2 separate regions of the Sus scrofa genome follow, and region 2 is linked to region 1. The links are chromatin contacts, called in public Hi-C maps. All regions are on one chromosome and are shown on one strand. The core of a region is the stretch at or near the end of the contact, and the rest is flanking DNA. Distances in the headings are between cores, read along the strand shown. Region 1 overlaps PPP6R2 (protein phosphatase 6 regulatory subunit 2). Region 2 holds the start of PPP6R2 (protein phosphatase 6 regulatory subunit 2).

Region 1 (4,671 bases), core at 1,396-3,895:
GGGACAGAGGCGAGGCCGGCCTGGGCGCGGGGCGGGGAGCCAGCAGAGGCGCCTGAACTGTCAGGACCCGTGGACGGGGACGCCCTCCCTGGTGACCTCGGGGCCTCTGCTCTGCTCTCTGGGTCTGGGTGGCCCTGCCTGCTGCTGAGGAATCGCTCTTGGAACCTGGCAGGTGGATTTCTGCGGCCCCGAGGGGCTCTCCTGGGTAGGTGTGAGCAGAGCCTTGGACCGGCGTCCTCTTCTCTTTCAGTGGCTCAACGAGGAGAAGGTCATCCAGCGGCTTGTGGAGCTGATCCATCCGAGCCAGGACGAAGACGTGAGTGACCAGCTCTGCTCGGGAGCCTGGCCGGCCGCCAGGGCCGTCGCGCCTCCCTCAGAGGCTGGCCAGCCGCGGAGCTACCTTCTTTCTTGAGCAAGCGCTCCTCCCAGACATTTTGCTCAGCAGTAGCATCCATGTAGATCTGCTCCAAAGAACAACTCAGACAGTTCCCTTCAGGGCTCAGCAAAGCCAACTAGGAGGCATGAGGACACAGGTTCGATCCCTGGCCCCGCTCCGTGGGTTAAGGATCCGGCGTTGCCGTGAGCTGCGGTAGAGCTCGCAGACGTGGCTCGGATTCCGCGGGGCTGTGGCTGTGGTGCAGGCCAGCAGCTGTAGCTCTGATTCGACCGCTAGCTTGGGAACCTCCATGTGCCGCGAGTGCGGCCCTAAAAAAAGCCAAGCCAAAACAAAACAAAACAGTTCGGTCAAACAGAATTGTATTAGTTATCTACGACCGAGTAACAGATCACCCCAAAACGTAGTTGCCTGTAACAGTATTTTTAAAATCTTACTTCCTTACTTCCGGCCCTCTGCGGGGTTTCTCACCAGAAGGTGGTTGTCCCTGGGCTTAGATGGGGCTCAGGGGTGGCTCCGCCCAACTCAGCTCCTTGAGGGCGGTGGGCGAGGCTGCCCTCGGCTCCCTCCGCACCACTCGGCCTCGCCGCGGGGCGCCCCCGGCTGCATCCTCCTCCAGCGGGTGTGGGGGGGCTCCGGCCGCAGCCCCGGCGCTCCTGCTGGAGGAGGTGTGAGCTGGGGGAAGAAGCCCCCACTCCCCCACCTCCTGGGGGGCGGAGGCAGAGCCCCCACCCACCTCCCCCCTCAACCCCGCCCACCTTTCCGCCGGCCCCGCCCACCTCACCCGTATTGCTGTTGAGAGCGCAGGGCCCTGTCCTGCACTTGTCGACCTGAATGTGCTGTTCTTGGCGCCTCGGAGTTCGTGGAGGACAGAGCCCGCCTGGCCACTTTCATTTTCCCTGTAATGGTCACGAGCACCTTTCTGCCCATCCTCCCGCAGGGTACGCGGGCACACGGCAGGGCTGCGTGTTCCCTGAGGGGAGCGAGGTGCGGGGTGGCAGGGGGGAGGGGGGGAGCTGAGCGTCTCTCTTACCTTGTTCACCTTACCCACAGAGAGACCCCACGTTCTTGACAAATCCACCAAGTCAGAGATTCTGAATTTCCCCAGGCTCAGCCATTCCCTAGAAGAGCAGAGCCTCTGCTTTCTCCGTGGCAGCTGCCATGTTTGCATCAGCTCACAGGACTCATCCCTTTTCTTTTTTTCTTCTCTTGGTCTTTAGGGCTGCACTTGTGGCTTATGGAGGTTCCCAGGCTGGGGGTCGAATCGGAGCTGCAGCTGCTGACCTACACCACAGCCACAGCCACGCAGGATCGGAGCCACATCCGTGAGCTACAGCACAGCTCACGGCAACACCGGATCCTTGACCTGTTGATCGAGGCGAGAGATCAAACCCGCGTCCTCGTGGATCCTAGTTGGGTTCATTAACCACTGAGCCAATGGGAACTCCTCGCAGGACTCATTCTGAATCTTAATAGCCACCTACTGATTTAAAATACTGTGTGGGTAACACAGTCAGCAGGTGGTGCGTCTTTGAGGGGTGGAGTAGTGTCTGCGTGCGGCCCCGCTTGAGCTCTGGGGTCTGACCAGGTCCACACCCTGTAGGGAGGGCGGCCGGGCCTCTCTGGTACGAAGGAGCTCGGAGTCCGGCGTCTCTGAGGGAGGCTCTGCATTCCGTCCTTGCAGAGTCAGTCCAATGCGTCCCAGACGCTCTGTGACATCGTCAGGCTGGGCAGAGAGCAGGGCGGCCAGCGGCAGGAGGCTCCGGAGCCAGACCCCCTCCTCACGGTGCTGGAGTCGTGAGTGCTGCGTGGGGCCCTGCTCTGAGCCCCCTCCCTGCCTGAGACGTGCTCACCTGAGCCACCACGAACCCCTGGTCTGTGTCCCCCAGTGGGGGGGGGGGGTCTCCTGGCAGGCCGGCCTGAGCGGCAGTGTCTGAGAGCCCTGGGAGCCTGGCCTGCGCCCCGATCCCCCCCCCCGGGACTCAGGGTGCTGCTCCTCCGCGGGGGCGGGGGGCGGGTACTGTGCGCCTGCTGCTCCAGGCCCTGACCCCGAGGCGTTCCCCCAGGCAGGACTGTGTGGAGCAGCTGCTGAGGAACATGTTTGACGGAGCCCAGACCGAGGGCTGCCTCGTCAGCGGGACGCAGGTGCTGCTGACCCTGCTGGAGACCAGGCGGCCTGGGTGAGTGTCCCCGAGGGAGCTGCTGCCCGGGGCGGAGCTGGCGCTTCAGGGACGGGCGGGGTGGCCGCATGTGCTGTGTGTGTTTGCCTGGTGTCTCCTCATGCAAGTGATCACGTAGATGGATGCTCCTTATGGAAAAGGTCAGCTTTAGGGCTGTTGCCAAGTCCCCTTTGACCTTCGCCATCGATCATGTTCCCACGTCAGCCCAAAGGCACCCCCTGCTGCCAGTTTGCACAGTGTTTGTAGACGTGGCTGCGGAATAGGCCCTGCGGGAGGGCTTCCCCCAGGCCTGTGGGGAATCCCGCATCCTCATGGCACAGCGCACCTGTGTGTGTGCATGTGCATATGTGTAAGCGCACGTGTGTGTGAGTGTGCGCGTGCGCGCGCTTGAGCATGCTCAGTTATGTCACGTGCAAGGTGAGGGGCCTGACTCCCCCAAGGAGACCGTGGCTCCCCCTGTCCTCGTGCTGGAGGGAACCTCCCTGTAGCCCCAGCACTGAGAGCCGGTACATTTTTTAAAAGAAAGAAAAAAGGGAGTTCCCGTTGTGGTGCAGTGGTAATGAGCCCAACTAGTATCCATGAAGACGCAGGTTCTATCCCTGGCCTCGCTCAGTGGGTTACGGCTCCAGCGTTGCCGTGAGCTGTGGTGTAGGTCGCAGTCTTGACTCAGATCCCATGTTGCTGTGACTTGTGGTGTAGGCTGGCAGCTGCAGTTCCACTTGGACCCCTGGCCTGGGAACTTACATATGCCAAATTTGCAGGCCTAAAATGGGGGGGGAAGAGAAAAAAAGAGAAAACAGAACAACCAGAAAATGACAGAAGACATTGGACAATCTCAGTGGTGAGATGATCGGTGGTATCTCTCTTTCTGGTACCCAGTACCTGCTTCTTGGCTTATTACCGAAGAACAAGATGACTAGTACCTGCAGACAGTAGTTGTCACTGTATGTCTATAGGGAATCGATGTCATCGTCATTTTCTGTAGTTAGGCAACCAGAATATTGATTTTCATCTTCGCGAACCAGGAGGCCTGGGCCCCTCCTGCAGGAAGTGGGGACTCGGCTCCAGGCCCGGCGGGAAAGTGAGGAAAACCAAGAGGCGCCGTTTATGTACTTAACCCTTTCTTCTGTGATGGTTGTGTAGTCCTCTCATACTGGCAAAAGTTTAAATAAAGATCTCAGAGAAGTTAGCTTGAAAAAGCTACAGGGACAGTGTGGCCAAAGAGTGGGGACAGCAGTGAGTACTTGCAGGTGGGAGGGGAGAGCAGCGCTGGGTCCAGTGAGTTGAGGCCTGCAGCCCTTTGGGGCGTCGCCCGGGCCCCCACCCCGCAGGCAGCTGCCTCCCTGGCGGCCTCTCTGTGTCTCCACCTGCCCTCCCGTCCACAGGACAGAGGGCTTGGTGGACTCCTGCTCTCAGGGACTGGACAGGCTGTGTGCCGTCAGCAGCGGTGTCCTGCTCGGCATTGAGCCACGGCTGAAGGACTTCCACCAGCTTCTGCTCAGCCCGCCAAAGGTAGGCTCCTGCGTCGCCCCGCGCAGGGCTGTCCGAGGGCCTGACTTCACTGTGGGCCTGGTCTCTGAGTTGGAGGCACCCAGCCAAGGGTCAGCTGAGCAGCTCCGGGCAGTGCTTGGTCTCGCTGGGGACTGACTCCCTGCCCCCCGAACCCCGGCTGGCCCCCCGGCCTGGCTCGTTGTCCTTTCCCTTCCCTCGGAGCGCCGCACCCGCCCTGGTCTGCAGGAAATGTCAGCTTGCTTATGGGCTGCCTCCTCGGCTGCAGAGGAAGCTTCGTGAAGGCCGGGCTTCTGGAACAGTCCTTCAGGGAAAAGGCAGATGCACTGTGCCATGTGTGTAGGAGTGCCCGGTCTCACGAGGTCACTGTGTCTCCAGTCACCTTCGAGAGCTTTCGTAGGTGTCTTGCTGGCTCAGCATCCCGAGTCTGTCCCCAGAGAGAGCTGGCCCCATCCTGGACGCGCCTTGTAGGCTGAGGTCACTTGTCCTCGGCTGGCAGGCTGAGCCCAGGATGCTGGGACCCACCCCCAGTCACTCCCGTGAGCCTGAGGACTGACCCCTCGTGTCCTCCTGCAGGCAGCATTGCCT
Region 2 (4,671 bases), core at 962-3,461, 37 kb before region 1:
GCGTGGATGGGTTTATTTTGTGAAAATGTAGTGCCTTCGCTTATGATTTGTGTACATTTCTGTATGGTATTTGAGGTTAGTAACAATGTTTCTTTTTTAAAAAGAAAAGAGTAAGGAAGACCTCTGTGGAACAAGCAAGGTACAGAATAGAATTTGTAGTTTGTTACATTTTATATAGGAAGGGCTGGAAAGAATGAAAAATTACATTTGTAATGAAGCAGTAAAGCAGAAAATTAATAAAGATACATTGAGAGGAAGCGAGCAGGATGAAGGCACAGGGATGGGGTGAGACTTCTGTGTGATACTTTTTTAGGAGGTTCTTTTACGAAATTTGGGAAATTTTTGGCTGTAGTTTCATGTATTTTTATGTCCTATTCTCTCATATTCCTCTGAGATTTCAGTTGCACGCATGGCGGACCAATTTATATTGTTGCATAGTTCAGTGAGTCTCTCTTCATTTTTTTTCCTTTATATTGTACCCACAGCGTATGGAAGTTCCCAGTCCAGGGATCGAGTCCAAGCCGAAGCTGTGACCTGTGCCATCCTGCAGCTATGCCGGATCCTTTAACCCACTGCTCTGGGCTGGGGATCGAATTTGCACCCCTACAGTGACCTGGGCTGTTGCAGTCAGATTCTTAACCCGGTGCCACAGTGGGAACTCCCCTATTCATTTTTAATAAAAACCTTTTTTCTGCTGCCTCAGATTGATTGGTTGCTGTTTATCTTAGGTTTACTGACACTTTCTTTTTCAGTCTCCAATTTCATCAACTTCATCCAGTATATATTTTTACTTCAGATGTATTTTTTCAGTTGTAGAATAGTCATTTTTGTTTTTCTATGTAGTTTGAGTTCTCTGCTGAGATTTTACTTTTTCACTCATTCTCTCTATTCTGCTTTAAGTCCTTGAACATGCGTATTATAACTGTGTGTGGCAGGCACAGCCAAGAAATAAATAAAAATATAGCTATCATGTCATTTTAGAAGAGAATTGTAGTGTCATCTAATACCAGTCCCTATTCAGATTTCTCCAGCAGCTTGAAAAATACCCTCTTCCAGGAGTTCCCCTTGTGGCTCAGTGGAAACGAATCTGATTAGCATCCATGAGAACGCAGGTTCAATCCCTGGACTTGCTCAGTGGGTTAAGGATCTGGCATTGCCGTGAGCAGTGGTGCGGGTCCAAGACGCGGCTTGGATGTGACGTTGCTGTGGCTGTGGTGGAGGCCGGCAGCTACAGCTCCGATTCAACCCCTAGCCTGGAACCTCTATATGGCTTGGGTGCTGCCCCCAAAAGACACACACACACACGCTCTTCCAGTTGATTTGTTTTATTTTTTTATTTTTGATTTTTTTTTTTTGTCTTTTTAGGGCCATACCCATGGCATATGGAGGTTCCCAGGCTAGGGGTCGAATCGGAGCTACAGCTTCCAGCCTGCACCACAGCTCATGGCAATGCCAGATCCTTAACCCACTGAGCGAGGCCTGGGCTCAAACCTGCAACCTCTTGGTTCCTAGTTGGATTGTTTCTGCTGCGCCACAATGGGAACTCCTAGTCGATCTGTTTTAATTGGACCCAAACAAGATCTAAATATTACATTTGATAATTATGTCTCATAAAGCTCTTATGTTTCAGAATGGTAACTCCTTATTGCTAAAGTATAATTTTCAAAAGTTAAAAATCATGATCCATGCAAACACAAAATAAACAGTTCTGGGCCCTACTGGTTCGTTTTTGCTGCATGTCTTGAAGGCAGTCATCTCAGCAAGGACCACTAGTCATGTTGTTTGGAAGGGTGTTTTGAGACCCACCAGGAGCGCTTGGGAGTTCTCCTCTTCTGACGTAGCGATGGATCATCAGTGAGCTGCCCGGTCACCTCGCGACCAGGGTCAGCGGCCTGGTCACCTTGCCACCAGGGTCTGTGTTTCCTGCTGATGGTAGTGTCTGGGCATGAAGCTGGACACCTTCAGGCCCGAGAGCCTTCTCATGTCCTTGTATTCTAACCGTTGAGGTAGTTAATAGTTAACAGACGTAGGACAGGTGTGTATCATTGGTACCCGTCTCTAGAACAGTCAAACGCAAGGAAGTTTCTAGACCCCTGATTATAAAATTTGATTAGTAAGTAAAGACAACGACTTGTTTTTCTTTTCCTTAGCATTTTGGTAAGTTAACTTCACAAAAGCAGAACCTAAGTTTTTTCCCTCTTATTTTTCAGGTGAAGAGATTATAAATCTTCTATTGAGTGAAAATATTTTTCTTAAGGTTGCATATACGCCAAGAAAAAATCCCAAATGTTTTTATATTTTGCCTAAATACAAAGTTTAAACAAGAAGTTTCCACGGAAGGTAAGATAATTTTTGTTTGATTCTACTTTATTGTGTAATTTGCGTAAATATGCTGTATAAGTGGACATTCAGAGATGGATGACAGCAAAAAATTTCAGTTTTGAAGATGTGCATAGAGTTTCCTGACTTGTGGGTTTTGTTTTCTTTCCTTTTTTGGTTATACTGGCAGCCTATGAAAGTTCCCAGGCCAGGGATGGAATACGAGCCGCATCTGCAACCTGGGCCACAGCTGCTCCACGGTGGGAATGCCACTCCTGGGGTTTTTTTGACCCTCCTGTGTCTGGTTTTGAGATGCCGTGTTGCGAAAAAGTGCCTTGGTCCCTCCAAGCCCAAGTGTAATCCAGATAAAAACGGGTGCATTGGGCGTGTGTAGAGAGGCCCATGCCCTGCCTTACCTGTGGGAAGGCCTCCACCTGCCAGGTGGGATGGGGGGACTTGTGCTCCTGCAGCGGTAGGTGCTCCTGAAAGGCCTCCCATTGCCGTCCACTGAGAGGCTGGGTAAATGACAGATGCGCGACCTCTTGTGAGTGCCCTGGCGCAAGCTAACTGCTCAGAGGCCGAGAGGACAAGAAGAGATAGCACCCTTTCGCTCCTTGCTGAAGAAAGCGTAAATCCTTTTCAGAGCAAAGCAGACTCAGTGTAGGCCCTCAGGACTCCACTGATTAAATGTCAGCAAACTTGAGCACACGCACACACACCTTGTGATCGGAGTGGGCATGATTAGGTGCCCCAGCGAGTGCAGGCGTCCAGTACTCAGACACAGTATATGTGATAATGCGTGAAGTGTGTAAAGAAATACAAAATGGAATAAAAATTAGTAATGAAAACCGAAGTGTCACAGTGATCCACTTAGAACTTTCAGAAATGAAAAAAAAAGTTGAAATAAAAAACTCAGTACTTGTGGATTAGACAGATTAAACATGACTGAAGGCAGAAGTAGTGAACTGGAATATATCCCTAAAGAGGCTCTCCCGGGTGCAGCCGGGAGACGGGAGATGGGAAGTGGCACTCAGAGAAGTGGAGGGTGAGGTGCGTGTCCTGAAAAACACAGTTGGAGCCCAGGATGGAAAAGTGGGAAGAGGAGGAGAGCCGTTACGCAAAGTGTTAGTAGCTTTGACTCAGCGAGAGAGAGAGAGCGTAGCTTTAGAAAGCACTCTGTGTCCTAAGCAGTGTAAACAGGAGGAAACCCCGAGCTCCCCCTGTGTCGCAACGGGAGCGGTGATGTCGGCAGCGCTGGGATGCAGCTTCAATCCCCAGCCTGGCACAGTGGGTTAAAGATCCCCGGCATTGCCACAGCTGTGGTGTAGGTCGAACTGTAGCTCGGATCTGACGCCTGGCTGAGGAACTCCAAATTCCTTGGGGAGGCCAAAAAGGAAAAAAAAAAAAAAGGTAACTCACACTCCTACATTGAAATTGTACGGCAGCAAAGACAAAAAAGCCTTAAGTGAGGTTGAGCTAGGTCTCCTTAGCTTGAGTAGAGGCCGATAGAGAGCAGAGCAGTTCCTCCGTGTGGTGAGAGAATGTACATTTCAGTACATGTTGTGCGTCAGGTATATTTGCAGAAGAACAGCACAGTTTTTCTGTGCTTTTGGTAAATGTTGGGCTGGGTATTTGCACAACCTACTACCCCACATTTCCTTACCCTGTAAAAAAAAACAACTAAAATTGTTGCATTCAAGAAAAAAAACCAGGAGTTCCCTGGTAGCCTAGCGGTTAAGGATTCGGCATTATCGCTGTTGGGGCCTGGGTTTGATCCCTGGTCTGGGAACTTCCACGTGCCTCACGTGTGGCCAAAAGAAAAACCAAAGGACTGACAATAGAGCAGGCAAGTTTTAGACCAAAATGTAACAGAATTATAACCCAGAAGGTGATTTAATCAGGATAGGATGGACTCTGCCTTGGCCTCAGGACATTTGTTGGTCTGGACAGAGTGTGGCTTTGATTTCAGAGGCCTTGTTGTTCTCTGCAGGGGAGATGTCCAGTTCTCACAGTGTGCAGAGAGCTTAAAGGGGGCTCTTCTCGGTTAAGTGGGGCCTGGCGGTCGGCGTCCTCGGAGGCAGGGTGAACTGGAAGTGTACCTCCTCACGTCATCCCGGCCCCCACCTGGTTATCTTTTACTAAACGTAGCAGGGGGAAAAAAGCTTGTGGCAGTGGATGGACCTTTAAAGGGCGTGTAGCCCAGGTCTACATTGCCTGGTAGTTCTAGGACGTGAAACATGAATTGAAGGTTTTCTGGTTTGGTAATGCCTTCAAACATCCATGGGACCAAACTTAAAACCTCTTTGGAGGAAGTTACCATCATCCTAAAATGCAAAAAATTGGAGTTCCCAC

Evidence for each region. A called contact is a pair of places that touch in the nucleus more often than the background predicts.
Region 2: a Hi-C map of liver shows a contact between it and region 1, with 4 times the contacts expected there. The contact joins the promoter of PPP6R2 here to the enhancer-like site in region 1. A contact is called at or near these places in 5 of 47 Hi-C or Micro-C datasets (brain, embryonic fibroblasts, liver and 1 more).

Annotation. Positions count from the first base shown.
Region 1 is chr5:302,610-307,280 of Sscrofa11.1, reverse strand. PPP6R2 (protein phosphatase 6 regulatory subunit 2) reads left to right here. Exons shown (of 23, transcript NM_001206372.1): 5 at 251-316; 6 at 2,079-2,191; 7 at 2,461-2,574; 8 at 3,960-4,086. Among named protein-coding and RNA genes, the nearest start is that of PPP6R2, 37 kb to the left of the region's middle. Within about 2 kb of position 2,645, at least 2 of the 83 cell types and tissues checked have an H3K27ac peak or open chromatin away from gene starts, as enhancers often do. A contact at or near this core is called in liver, where this site is marked.
Region 2 is chr5:339,067-343,737 of Sscrofa11.1, reverse strand. PPP6R2 (protein phosphatase 6 regulatory subunit 2) reads left to right here and starts at 2,211. Exons shown (of 23, transcript NM_001206372.1): 1 at 2,211-2,340.